2 separate regions of the Sus scrofa genome follow, and region 2 is linked to region 1. The links are chromatin contacts, called in public Hi-C maps. All regions are on one chromosome and are shown on one strand. Each heading gives the region's core, a stretch centred on a gene start, on an enhancer-like site or on the middle of the called end of the contact. The rest is flanking DNA. Distances are from core to core; before and after follow the strand shown.

Region 1 (5,983 bases), core at 959-3,458:
AGCATAATTGAGTCGACTCCCAAATAAATAACTACTTTTTAAATGTTAAATTATTTTACATGTCAAATCATCTCGGATTTTTAAACATTTGGGGGTGGGGAAGGATTCCCCATTTTTTTTTTTTTTCCCTCTCTCTAGGTAGCCAAGGACAATTAACAGGAGGTATCCTGGGATTTTCAGAAGATCTCCAGCATCATCAAGACAAAGGCTAAAGAAACATGTGATACACAATTTAGGCTGTCTACTCCCCTGAAGGCAATTCAAATTTCGGCGGGTACAGTCATGGGCGCCCTGTGGCGATCTCTCATACACGCACACCGTAAAACAGGACCTTCTTCACCATCAGTGTCTGATAGGTGACAAAAATGTGGGTAGAAGTAATTATTTTGCCAAGAGCTGCGGCTTGATGTTGCAACACCGCCCCTGTAGGAGGGCTGGAAGCAAGCACTGCGAGGGTAGCGAGTGGTCGCGCACAGACGCTGCGAGACCCCTCCCGGGCCCACCTGGTCACAGCGAGGAGCCGGCGTAGGGAGTATGCCAGCCTCACCCCTAAACCCCCAGTCTGCGCCTGAGCGCTTCGTTCCTTTCAGGTTAATACGTTTCAATCTGCACCGAGTGGCAAACTATGCCCGTTCTTTGGGTTCCAAAGTTTGGAACGCAGGGGCTCTGCGTCACATGAAAGTTTTTCACAGCCTCTTTTCATATTCAACTCTGTTGCTCAGAGAGCATCCCTATCCTGGTCCAGCCACGGGTCTGCCCACCGAGCAACCGGACAAGATCGCTGCCCAGAGGCCACAGCGTCTTGACACCTAGAAAGAAGCCCGAGGCTGCAGTGCAGTCTCTTCTACCTTCTACGTGGGACAAGTAGCCAGAACACGTTTGCCCACCAGCAAGAGCGCAGGAGTCCGGGGGAAGGACCCGCATCCCAAAGAGATGTCTCCCAAAGCCCAGACAAAGACGGCACTGGAAAAAGTTGGATCAACTGGCACCCCCAGAAGACGAGCAGAACAGCCCCCTCGGCCCGCCTCAGTGGCCGAACTGTCGACGCGCTCTCAGAGTCGCAGCCAACTCTTCCCGTGAGCTTCTGAGCAACTTGCGGAAAGTTGGGGCGAGGGGACGGAGGAGGGGTCAAGGGCAGCGCCGAGAGGCTCATCACGACGCATCCGGTTTCACGGACCTCCCCAAGTACCTGCTAATGTAGCCGTCGCCGTCGCCGTCGCACGTCTGGAAGAGGCGCCGCATCCTCTCCTCCTCGCCCGTGCTGGACGTGTCGCTGCTGCTGCTGCCGCCGCGGCCGCCGCCGCTACTGCCGCCGCTGGCGCTCCCCGCCGCGGCCGCCATCATGCGTCCGCTCGCTGCTCGCGAGGCGGAGGACGCGCGGCCGCAGGAGGAATCCGCGAGGCGCACAAGCTGCTCCCAGCCCCGAACCTGCCTGACGACGGAGCATGCCCAGTGGCCGCCGGGGCGCTCCGGGAGAGGGATTCCACCTCTCCGGGTTTTGCCCGGGCTTGAAGATGGGCGCTCTGCAGTCGCGGGAGTAGACACCTTAGGGGAGAGGGAGGAGGGAAGGTGGGTCGTGGAGTCAGGGAAGTGAGGGTGGCGATGGGGACGCGAGGGGAGGCCCTCGGGAAGGTGGTCAGGTCAGTGCCTCCGGCTACGACGCGGGCCCCTGACACCTGGGGAAGGCTTCGGGCGGAGGGCGGGCGTTCTCTGGGCAGAACTCTTTGGACTGCTCCCTGTTGTGGATCTCTTTTTTAAGATAAACACTGCCGTTTTTGCGAACTCCTGGTCCCTGTCTGCTGGATTGCGCTGAATTCTGTAGCCCCAAATGAAACCCGGATTGGCTAGTTTTATAAATTCATTTTTAACACCTGTCAGGAAATCTGACCCTCCTTAGGTCTCCCGCACTAGACCGAGGATCATTTGCGCTCCTACGTGGCATTGTGCACGTTTGTGCATTTCCGGAAATGGCTCGCTCTCCTGACATGGCTAGAATTTGCCACATCAGGTTTAATAACATCAAAAGGGAACCTAATAAGTCTCACTTGATCCACACCAAAGGCCTGAAAGATGTCTATTATTGTCAACTCTTACGACTTATAAAGTATCTCATAGAATTGACTTCGTTATAAAATAAGACCGTATACAATGCACTTACGGCAATGCCTGGCACCGACTGTGATCAATAAATGTTAGCTCTCATTATCTCCAACTTACAGATAAGAAAATTGAGGCACCTGAACTTACTTAAGGCTCTGGGCTTAGTGTCAGGACAAAGGCCAGGCTAGGCTGGCCGTCTTACTCCAGAACAGGAGCCCTTAAACATGGTAGTATCCTTCCACCACAGCAGATGGGGAACCACAAGGAGCCAATTTGTGGTTCCATGAATGACTCGTTATTCTGTCCCAGACTTTCTGCCAGAGGTTATGAAATCCTGTGGTAGTTTTAAAACACATCTGCAGATTCTTTGGTGCATCTCTCATCAAGAGGTGGAGTCTGTCGCCTCCCCTCCAACCCAAGAGGAACTTTGCGCCTGTCTTGACTTCCCAGGCCAGGTTAGAAAAGACAATAGAGATTCAATTTGGCTCTATCACTGGGACATAGAGAGACCATGTAGAGACATAAAGAGATGCCCTAGGAGCCTCAGGGGTGTGAGGCTTTCCAGCCCAGGTGCTACACATGACATGAGTGAGCGAGTGAGTGAATCTTCCCAGGATACTAGCCCTGGATGTCGCAACTGCATGAGAAACCCTGAGCAAAAAGTTATTTGAGCCCAGCCAACCCCCAGAGATATTAAAAGGATTGGGTTTTAAGCCACTAAGTTTTGAGCTGATTTATCACACAACAATAACTGGAATATGTCCATACGTCTTGAGAATGTCTGCCAATTCAGAAGCAAAGTGTCTCTGCCCTCTGTTCTCCTGTTTCTGCTCCATCCGCCCATTCCTACTTTAGTTCATTTTAATTTTGTAAGTGCCCCGTATTTCAGGACACTTATAATCTTAAGATGAATAGTATGCCATCTTAGAAAAGTCTTGCCAATATAACCAATATTATTTGCTTAAAAGATACTATTTCCAATAGATATTCCTGTCCATAACAGAATGAGGACCAATGCCTGTTTCAATCAACAATAAACATGTAAAATCTTTATTTTCTAATTTTTCACAGAATAAAACTTTTCTTGTCATTTGACAATAAACACCCAGACAGGAGTTGTTACCCTCAAGCTCTCCTAAACAGTCGATAGTTTGGGAGAACAAAAGAAAAAAGCATTCTTATAAATATGCAAGGAGGGTCTGAAAATCCAGGATAGGAGCAGATCTCTTTATAATGACACTCTATGCAGAAAGTGGAGTGTCAACCTCAACCAATTGTATCTTAAAGCAAAAAATGTGTGGTTTTTTTTTTTTTTGAGAGAGAATATGTACATGACAGCTCATAAATTAAATCTGAACACATAAAAAGTAGATCTTGACAAATTTCCCAAACAACATTTGTTCATGCTTGGGTAACCAGAAATGGTCGAACAGAGAGATTTAACCTTTCAGAAAAGAATTTGCTTCTGAGTGAATGTGAAGCATATAAAATTTCAGCTGAAAAGGTTACTAGGAGAGGGAAACATCTGTAAGACTTTGAAAATAGAGATGCCATATGAATATAAAGATGATAAATGTAAAGCAGGAGCTTGGAATGAGAGCAGTACCCCAGCCATAAATCTCAGAGGACTGGTTATGTCATAATTTCAAAGGTTTTGTATATTTATCTGTGATGAGTAGATAGCTCAACACTGTGGTCCTCATCCAGCTTTTTCCTTCTTAGATTCCTCTTGGTTATACTAACACTTCATATTTATGTTGTACATATCAAAATACACTTGTATATACATTGTAAGATATACTGTCTTCTGTGTCTAATGTTGCCAGTTAAAACAACCAAAACAGTTGCAGCACTGTGCAAATTTGACTGGTACAAATTCTGTTTACCTGAACTAGTACTACACGCTGGAGTTGGACTGAGGACCCCTATGATGCCTTCTCTCTGGTTTTCTCTCACTTTTCTTGATCTCGGGTGTTCTTTTGTTTTGTCTTGGCTGCGGCATATGGAAGTTCCTGGGCCAGGGATGGAATCCAAGCTGGAATTGTGACCTACATTGAAGATGCAGCAACACCAGTTCCTTAACCCACTGCGCTGGGCTGGGAATCAAACGGGCACCTCAGCAATGACCCAAGCCCTGCAGAGACAACTCCAGATCCTTAACTTGCTGTGCCACAGTGGGAACTCGTCTCTCAGATGTTTTTTGTTTGCTTTGTCCTTTTTAGGGCCATACCTTGGGTATATGGTAGTTCCCGGGCTAGGGGTCCAATCAGCTGTATCTGCAGGCCTACGCCACAGCCACAGCAACACGGGATCTGAGCTGGGTCTGTGACCTACACCAGAGCTCGCAGCAATGCTGGATCCTTAACCCACTGAACGAGGCCAGGGATCAAACCTGTATCCTCTTGGATACTAGTCCGGTTTGTTACCGTTGAGCCATGACAGAACTCCCCAGAGCATCAGTTATAACAGTGAGGTACAGTTGAGGGAGCTTGACTATCTTTCATGGAGCCCTTGTTACAGGTCAGCAGTCTAAATGCTCCACCTTAATGCTGCCTAGTGGGGCAAAGTATTTATCATTTCTATTTATGGGGTAGAGGGGGGCAAGGAGGGGAGTTAAATCCAAAAAGTTCAAGCAATGTGATCAAGTAAAGGGGCTGGAATAGAACTTTTAGTTTCTGTCAAATACATATTATTATTTACTTCAAATTATCTTAATATCAAGGTCAGTGCAGTTCACGTGAGGCATTATACTTTTTGAGTGACATTGAAAAGCAAAACCAATGATAAAATTTACATTTCTATATTTGTTATTCCTATATTTACAGGCATGAGAAGTTACCATGAGCTTTTGCAGTCTGTCCCAGGGTGGGTTTTCTGGAGGTCGACTCCAAGACAGAGTTTCAGGTACAGAATGCTTACCTGGAAGTGTCCTTTGTACCCCAACAGGTGTGAAATGGAGGTGAAGGAAGCAGCATGGAAAGAGGGAGAAGTCACGCTATGATGCAGGTCCCAGAGCAGCCTTGTCTGACCCCACAGAAAGCTCTGGAGCTAAAATGGCCCGTATTGATTCCCTCTTACTGCTGTAACAAATTATCACAAATTTAGTGGCTTAACACAGCACTAATTTATTATCTTACAGCTCTGAAGTTCAGAAATTCAAAATGAATCTCATGAATCAAAGTGTCAGCAGGACCATGCATGTTCCTTTGCTTGCCTTTTCCGGTTTATTCTCTTCCCCAGAGCTGGCTCCTCTTAGGATGTCTGTCATTCACTTAGACAAAGAAACCAGAAACCCCAGAGTCCTTGCCTCCCTCTGTCCCTCACTTCCTGTGAGCCACCATGTCCTGGCTAATCGGCCTCCTTAATATCTCCTCACATTGGTTTCTTTTCTCCATTCCTGTTCACATTGGTTTCTTTTCTCCATTCCTGTTCCCACTGCTTTTATAGAGTCTCCTGTTATTTCTTCCTAATTGATCTGACCTTCCAATCCATTCTCAATGGTATAGGCCAAGTCTTCCTTAGAGAAAGGACAAATGCTCGGGTCCCTCCTGGCTTAAATTGTACCTCATTGACTTATGCTTGGCTTCAGGATAAAATCCAGCCTCTCAGCAGAAACTTCCAGGCATCCACAGTCTGACCCCTTCTCTCCCCGCTTGCCCCTGTGCTCCAGTGCCAGCCGCATTAACCTACTTTTATCTTTCCCACATATGCTGTCCTCCCTTATGTTGATGAACCACGGCAGGAGTCTCATACTTTCAGGTAAGAAATGAGTGAAGGCGGTGGGGAGATCATACCCTTATTCTAGCAGATTGGAAGGAACAGGACATCCGGGGGAAATGGGTAGTGCAGTTACGAAGAGGAGAAGAAAGCAGGCTGAGGCCCA
Region 2 (5,578 bases), core at 1,188-3,687, 490 kb before region 1:
CTGCACACAAGCCCCACTGGCTGTCAATGCAGACGCTCCAGGCACTCTTTCTCCCAATGCCAGATCTCCAGGTGTGGGGACCTGATGTGGGGCTCAGAAATCTCACTCCTCTAGGTGAGCCTCTGCGATATAGTTACTTTCTAGTCTGTGGGCTTCCCACCTGGGAGGTGTGGGGTTGCTTATATCTCATAATCACCCCTCCTACATCTTGATGGGGCCTCCTCTTTGTCCTCTGGAGTAGGATATCTTTTTGAAAGTTTCCAGTCCATTTGGTTGAAAGTTCCAGTCCATTTGGTTGAAGCATTTGGTTGTAATTCTGTTGTTTTTATGAGAGAAGGTGAGCTCCAGTCCTTCTTTTCTGCCATCTTAATCCTGTCTCTCGTCTGTATGATTTTTTTTCTATTTCATAGCTGTCCCATCTGGCATTCTGTCACATTGATTTTCCCTGTCTTTAGGCCTGACGAAGCCCACAATATTCTTTCTCTGGTTTTTATCGTCTCAGTTCTCAGTTTCTACCTTATACCCTTCATTCTTAGTAAATCACTAGTTAGTTATTTGCTGTGGAAAAAAACTAGTAGTGGTTATTTACTTTGGAGTAAGATTTTAAAAATAATTGAAAATGCTGCATTTTAATTGAGTACGGAATAACTTATCTAGGCAGGTATTTGCAGTAGCTTATAGACCCAGCCTTTATGTACCAGAAAGTAAAGGTTAATGCCTGCCTTTTAAAATCGCAGGCTATTTAGGGAGCAGATAAGGATTTGTCACATCTTTGAAGAGCTTTCTCTTTCTTTCTGCAGATGGCAGGAGATGAAATGAAGTAGTGTCTTCAAATTTTGAAGTCTTGCTTATAAGGAAGGCCAAAATGAGAACCATAGCATCCTTTTTAGAGGAATTGATCTGTAAATCTTACAAATGGAGTTAGACTATTCCTACAACAGTGAGATAGGTTCGAGATAGTACATTAACTGGAGTAATAGAAATTTAGGCTAAAATGGGTGAAATCAGTGATCTCTGTAATTGGATCTTCTTGGAGGAATCAAATACCTAACCTTGGAAAACCTGAAGAAGTACTCTAGACTCGGGATCTGTCTGCTTCTACCACTGAAACCCTCCCTTTGATGAGTTTTATACACTGTATTGTAAAGAGTTAGGATGGTACAGAAGTAAGGCATTTGGGTAGGAGACAGAGGAAGTTAACCTGTGAACTGAGACAGTTTTCACTTTGGTTTATTTGTTTGGTCTCTTCTCTGGGACACTAAGATAAAATGTCCTATCTAGGTGGTGCTAGTGTATCAGTAATAATAGTGGATCACCATGATTTGTAAGTAAATAAAATTTTTTAGGGTATGGGAGTGGAAGAATGGATTGTGGATATATAGGATCTAAAGAGAATCCTGTAGGAAGAGATACCACCATTATGGCAGGTGCTTATCTCCACTTCACAACTGGGGCACTGAAATAGCTCACCATCTCACAGTAAGCAGCAAAACAGGGTTGCCAATTTATAGGGCTATTTATAGGGTTCTGAAGTTCATGTTCTTTCTTGACTGCTTTATAGGCAGTCAAGGGATATTTGTAAATGGGTATTTCTAAGCACATGTACACAGATGATAACAGAAGGAATTTGTAATTTTTAAGTATTTTCTAATAGCATTTACCTATCTGGACTTGTATGAGTTTTGTTTTGTTTTTTTTTTTTTCTGTTTCAAGAGTTTTTGTCTTGCTCTGAGGAAAGCACAGAACCATAGTCCTTTAATTTTAGGAGAAAATGTTCCCTTTGCTAATAATAATTAATCCTGACTTCTAACCTTTTTGATCTAAATAATAGCCTCTTTCAGCTGATAAAGGAACTTATCAGTAAAGACTTTAATTTCTGAAATTTTGGTGTTAGAACTTTAAAAGCCAAGCCTTTTACTTTTATTCTTGATTTTTAAGTGAATACTTTTGTCTTAAAGAATAGAGTTTGGGGACTAAGGTGGAGCATTGTTGTGGTAGTCTACTCAGGCCTCTCCTAACCAGATACCACAGACAGATGGCTTAAACAATGGAAATTTGTTTTCTACTGCTCTGGAGGCTGGCAAGTCACAGGTCAAAGCTGCCTGCTGATTGGGTTCCTGGTGAGGACTTTGATCCTGGCTTGCATTTGGCTGCCTTTTCCCTGTGTGCTCATGCGGCCTTTCTTGGGTGCCTGTGTGAGGGCAGAAAGCACTAGTTCCTCCTCTTCTTACAAGGGTACGAGCCCTTTTGGATTTGAGTCCTATCCATGTGACCTCATTTAACCTTTATCCTCCATACAGGCCTTATCTCCAGGTACAGTCGCATTTGGGGTTAGGACTTCAACAGATGAATTTTGGAGAGCCAGTCCATAGTAGTTGCCATTTTTGAGTGATATTCAACTAGCAGTTCTAGAGTTGTAGTACATCCTTCTGCCACTTGGTGGTGCTGCAGTATAACAGGAGCAGCACTGAGGAGGTGGAAAACCACCAGTGTTGTCTTAGTTAAAACCAAGTTGTTAGTCTGTTTATAGAAGTTTATGTAAATATCACATTATTCCTTTTAATTTTCACTTGTCTTAACATACATGGAAAGGTTTTTGTCCTAGTTTTTTAGCTGACATTAGTTAGACTTAGGCTAATGTCTTAAGTACTTTTTCCCTTGATTTTATGTTACGCAGATGTTCCATGAGTGCTTACCTTTATTTTACGTTACTTGGTAATATTTTATTATTTATTTTTTACTTATTTTTGTCCTTTTTTTTGTGTGTGTGTGTCTTTTTAGGGCCACACCCACGGGGCATATGGAGCTTCCCAGGCTAAGGGTTGAATCGGAGCTGTAGCTGCTGACCTACACCACAGCCACAGCAATGCCGGGTCGGAGCCGTGTCTGCGACCTACACCACAGCTCATGGCAACGCCGGATCCTTAACCCACTGAGCAAGGCCAGGAATGGAACCTGTGTCCTCATGGATACTAGTCAGATTTATTCACCAATGAGCCACAACGGGAACTCCAGTAGCATTTTAATTTGACTATTAGAACATTCTAGTTTGGTTTATTATGATATTAGTATTATTATATTACTGTAGATAGCTGTGTAAAGTTATTTTGTTATGTTCTAGCAGGGTTTGACATGTCCTATAAGGGCTCTGTATGTGGACTGACCTAAAAGAAGCAGTGGCAAGCAGGCTTCTCAGAACGTTTGAATAATTGTCAATAGAAAGCTAAGGGCCATCTCAATTGGCCATTTCCAGTCTTAGACTTTTTGGCTCACTTTTGTTAATTGGGTAAAGTTTTTATCACTATTATTCAGTGAAGTAGATTGAGGACAGATGTAAAAAATGTTTTCTAGATATTGTTGAAAGGATAAATTAGGATAACCTTAGTATATTTTTGTTATTAGTTGTGATGAAATACCAGCTGTTTTTGAGAAAATAATTATTTTCAAGATTTCATATTGTTGCTTATTTTCTGGCAAAACACTTTATTGTAATGAAGCTTACTTTTTTTTTTTTTTTTTTTGTCTTTTTGCTATTTCTTGGGCCGCTCCCACAGCATATGGAGGTTCCCAGGCTAGGGGTCCAATCGGAGCTGTAGCTGCCGGCCTACGCCAGAGCCACAGCAACGCGGGATCTGAGCCACGTCTGCAACCTACACCACAGCTCATGGCAACGCCGGATCGTTAACCCACTGAGCAAGGGCAGGGATCGAACCCGCAACCTCATGGTTCCTAGTCGGATTCGTTAACCACTGCGCCACCACGGGAACTCCTGAAGCTTACTTTAATATGCATTTATGTGATTTAATCTTGGTAAAATTTATTCACAGAACTGTTGGTTGATTTATCCTACCTCTTCTTGTAGATTTATAGGACATAGCTTTTAGGCAGAGAATTAAATTGCCTTTCTGTGCTGGTGTTCTTTGAGTAGCACAGTTTTAAATCTTACATAAAGATATTTATCTGATATCATTTGAGAAGTTAGTCCTATTCCATGTGCCAGGAACGTTAACTATGTATTCTAATAGAGAAATGGATTTTGATACATAGAAGTTATGGTACTAACATTTTAATACTTGTTTGTACATGTAAGTGAGCTATTAAAAGTGTTGCCTAGTAAGTATAGGATGAGAGTAAATACCTAATTGTAGAGGTGAATCAGTCGTTTTCTCCTTGAGAGTTGGGTGATCTGTTACTTTATTATGTTTACGAAGTTTGGTTGCTTTAATGCTGATGAACTCATGTTGTATCACTTTATCTCACATAATTTTCATCAGTTGTAGCCATTTCCAGCGCTCTGAACTTTTTCTTCTTGTCTATCTAGCAAACTTCTATTCATCTTTAAAATCCTAGCTAAGTGTATTCAGCAGAATACACTGCTGTCCATGTCAGCCTTCCAAAGGTGACCACCCAGGCTCACAGCTCACCTATACCAAGGCTGAGTTAGGCCCCTTGATTCTGTACTCCCATTGCACCCACCTGCCTTTTGGCACTTACATAATTTTGAAATTATTTTTTCTTTTAGATGGAGCTCCTTAAAAAGCAGTCCTTGCTTTATTCATTTCTGAAGTCAGTGCCTAGGATAATACCTGCCACTTATTAAGCATACAGTACATATTTGAATGCACTAGAAAGAACTAAACATTAGTTACATGTGACTTTAAAATTGTGTTAATATTGAGATAATTTCAAGTATACAGAAAAATAGTAAGAATAATATAAAGAATAGATTTGCCTGTTAATATTTTACCATGTTTGCCTTATAATTTTGATATATATATATAGTTTTTATTATTATTGCTAATTAATTTAGGAGAAAATTGCAGACATAATGCCCCTTAACCCCTAATTAGTTCTGCTGTAAATTTTAAGAACTTGGAAGTTCTCTTATATTATTACAGTGTAATTACAAAGTCAGGAATGTGACATTGATAGGTTCCTTTATCTAACAGATGGTTCATATTTATATTTACTAGTTGGTACATTACGGTCTTTTCCTGCAGCTTCTACTTCTTCCCCCATCTAGGATCCTATCCAGGTTCATGCACTGATTTGCATTTAATTGTTGTGTCTTCAGTCTTTAATCTGAAAGTCTTTCAGTCCTTAAGTACTTATTTTATTATGAGCATGTATTCAGTTAGATTCTTTTTTGTAACACAAAGGTAGTGGGCTCTGCTCATAAGGTAGTTAGATTGTACATTTTATTTTTAGCATAGCTTCCAATTTTTATATGTGACTGATATATATATATATATATGTATGTGTGTGTGTATACTAAGTTCTGATTAGAAGGTTTTCAAAGCAGGGAGCTAAAGGGAGCTAAAATTACTATCTTCCCTGTTTTTCGCTGCACCTATGGTGTATGGAAATTCCTGGGCCAGGGATTGAATCTGAGCTGCATCTGAGACCTACGCCACAGCAGCAGGAACGCCAGATCCTTAACTCACTGTGCTGGGCCAGAGATCAAACCAGCTGCACAGAGACAAGCCAGATTATTAACCCACTGCACCACAGCAGGAACTCCTAAAAATTATTAAAAAAAATTTTTTTGTTGGAGGGTAAGAACATAAAATACACTAAT

The links. Hi-C and Micro-C count contacts between places; a contact is called where the count stands out from the background.
Region 2: a contact with region 1 is called in a Hi-C map of skeletal muscle, with 4 times the contacts expected there. The contact joins the enhancer-like site here to the promoter of MCC in region 1. A contact is called at or near these places in 2 of 5 promoter capture datasets (fetal skeletal muscle and liver), 18 of 47 Hi-C or Micro-C datasets (adipose tissue, alveolar macrophages, brain and 11 more) and 1 of 2 datasets of contacts at active chromatin or transcription factors (skeletal muscle).

Annotation. Positions count from the first base shown.
Region 1 is chr2:116,282,578-116,288,560 of Sscrofa11.1, reverse strand. It overlaps MCC (colorectal mutant cancer protein), which reads right to left and starts at 2,208. Exons shown (of 19, transcript XM_021084624.1): 1 at 1,190-2,208. The coding sequence starts at 1,344.
Region 2 is chr2:116,771,215-116,776,792 of Sscrofa11.1, reverse strand. The region is part of intron 4 of DCP2 (m7GpppN-mRNA hydrolase); the gene reads left to right. Among named protein-coding and RNA genes, the nearest start is that of TRNAE-CUC, 18 kb to the left of the region's middle. Within about 2 kb of position 2,437, at least 18 of the 83 cell types and tissues checked have an H3K27ac peak or open chromatin away from gene starts, as enhancers often do. A contact at or near this core is called in adipose tissue, alveolar macrophages, liver and 1 more, where this site is marked.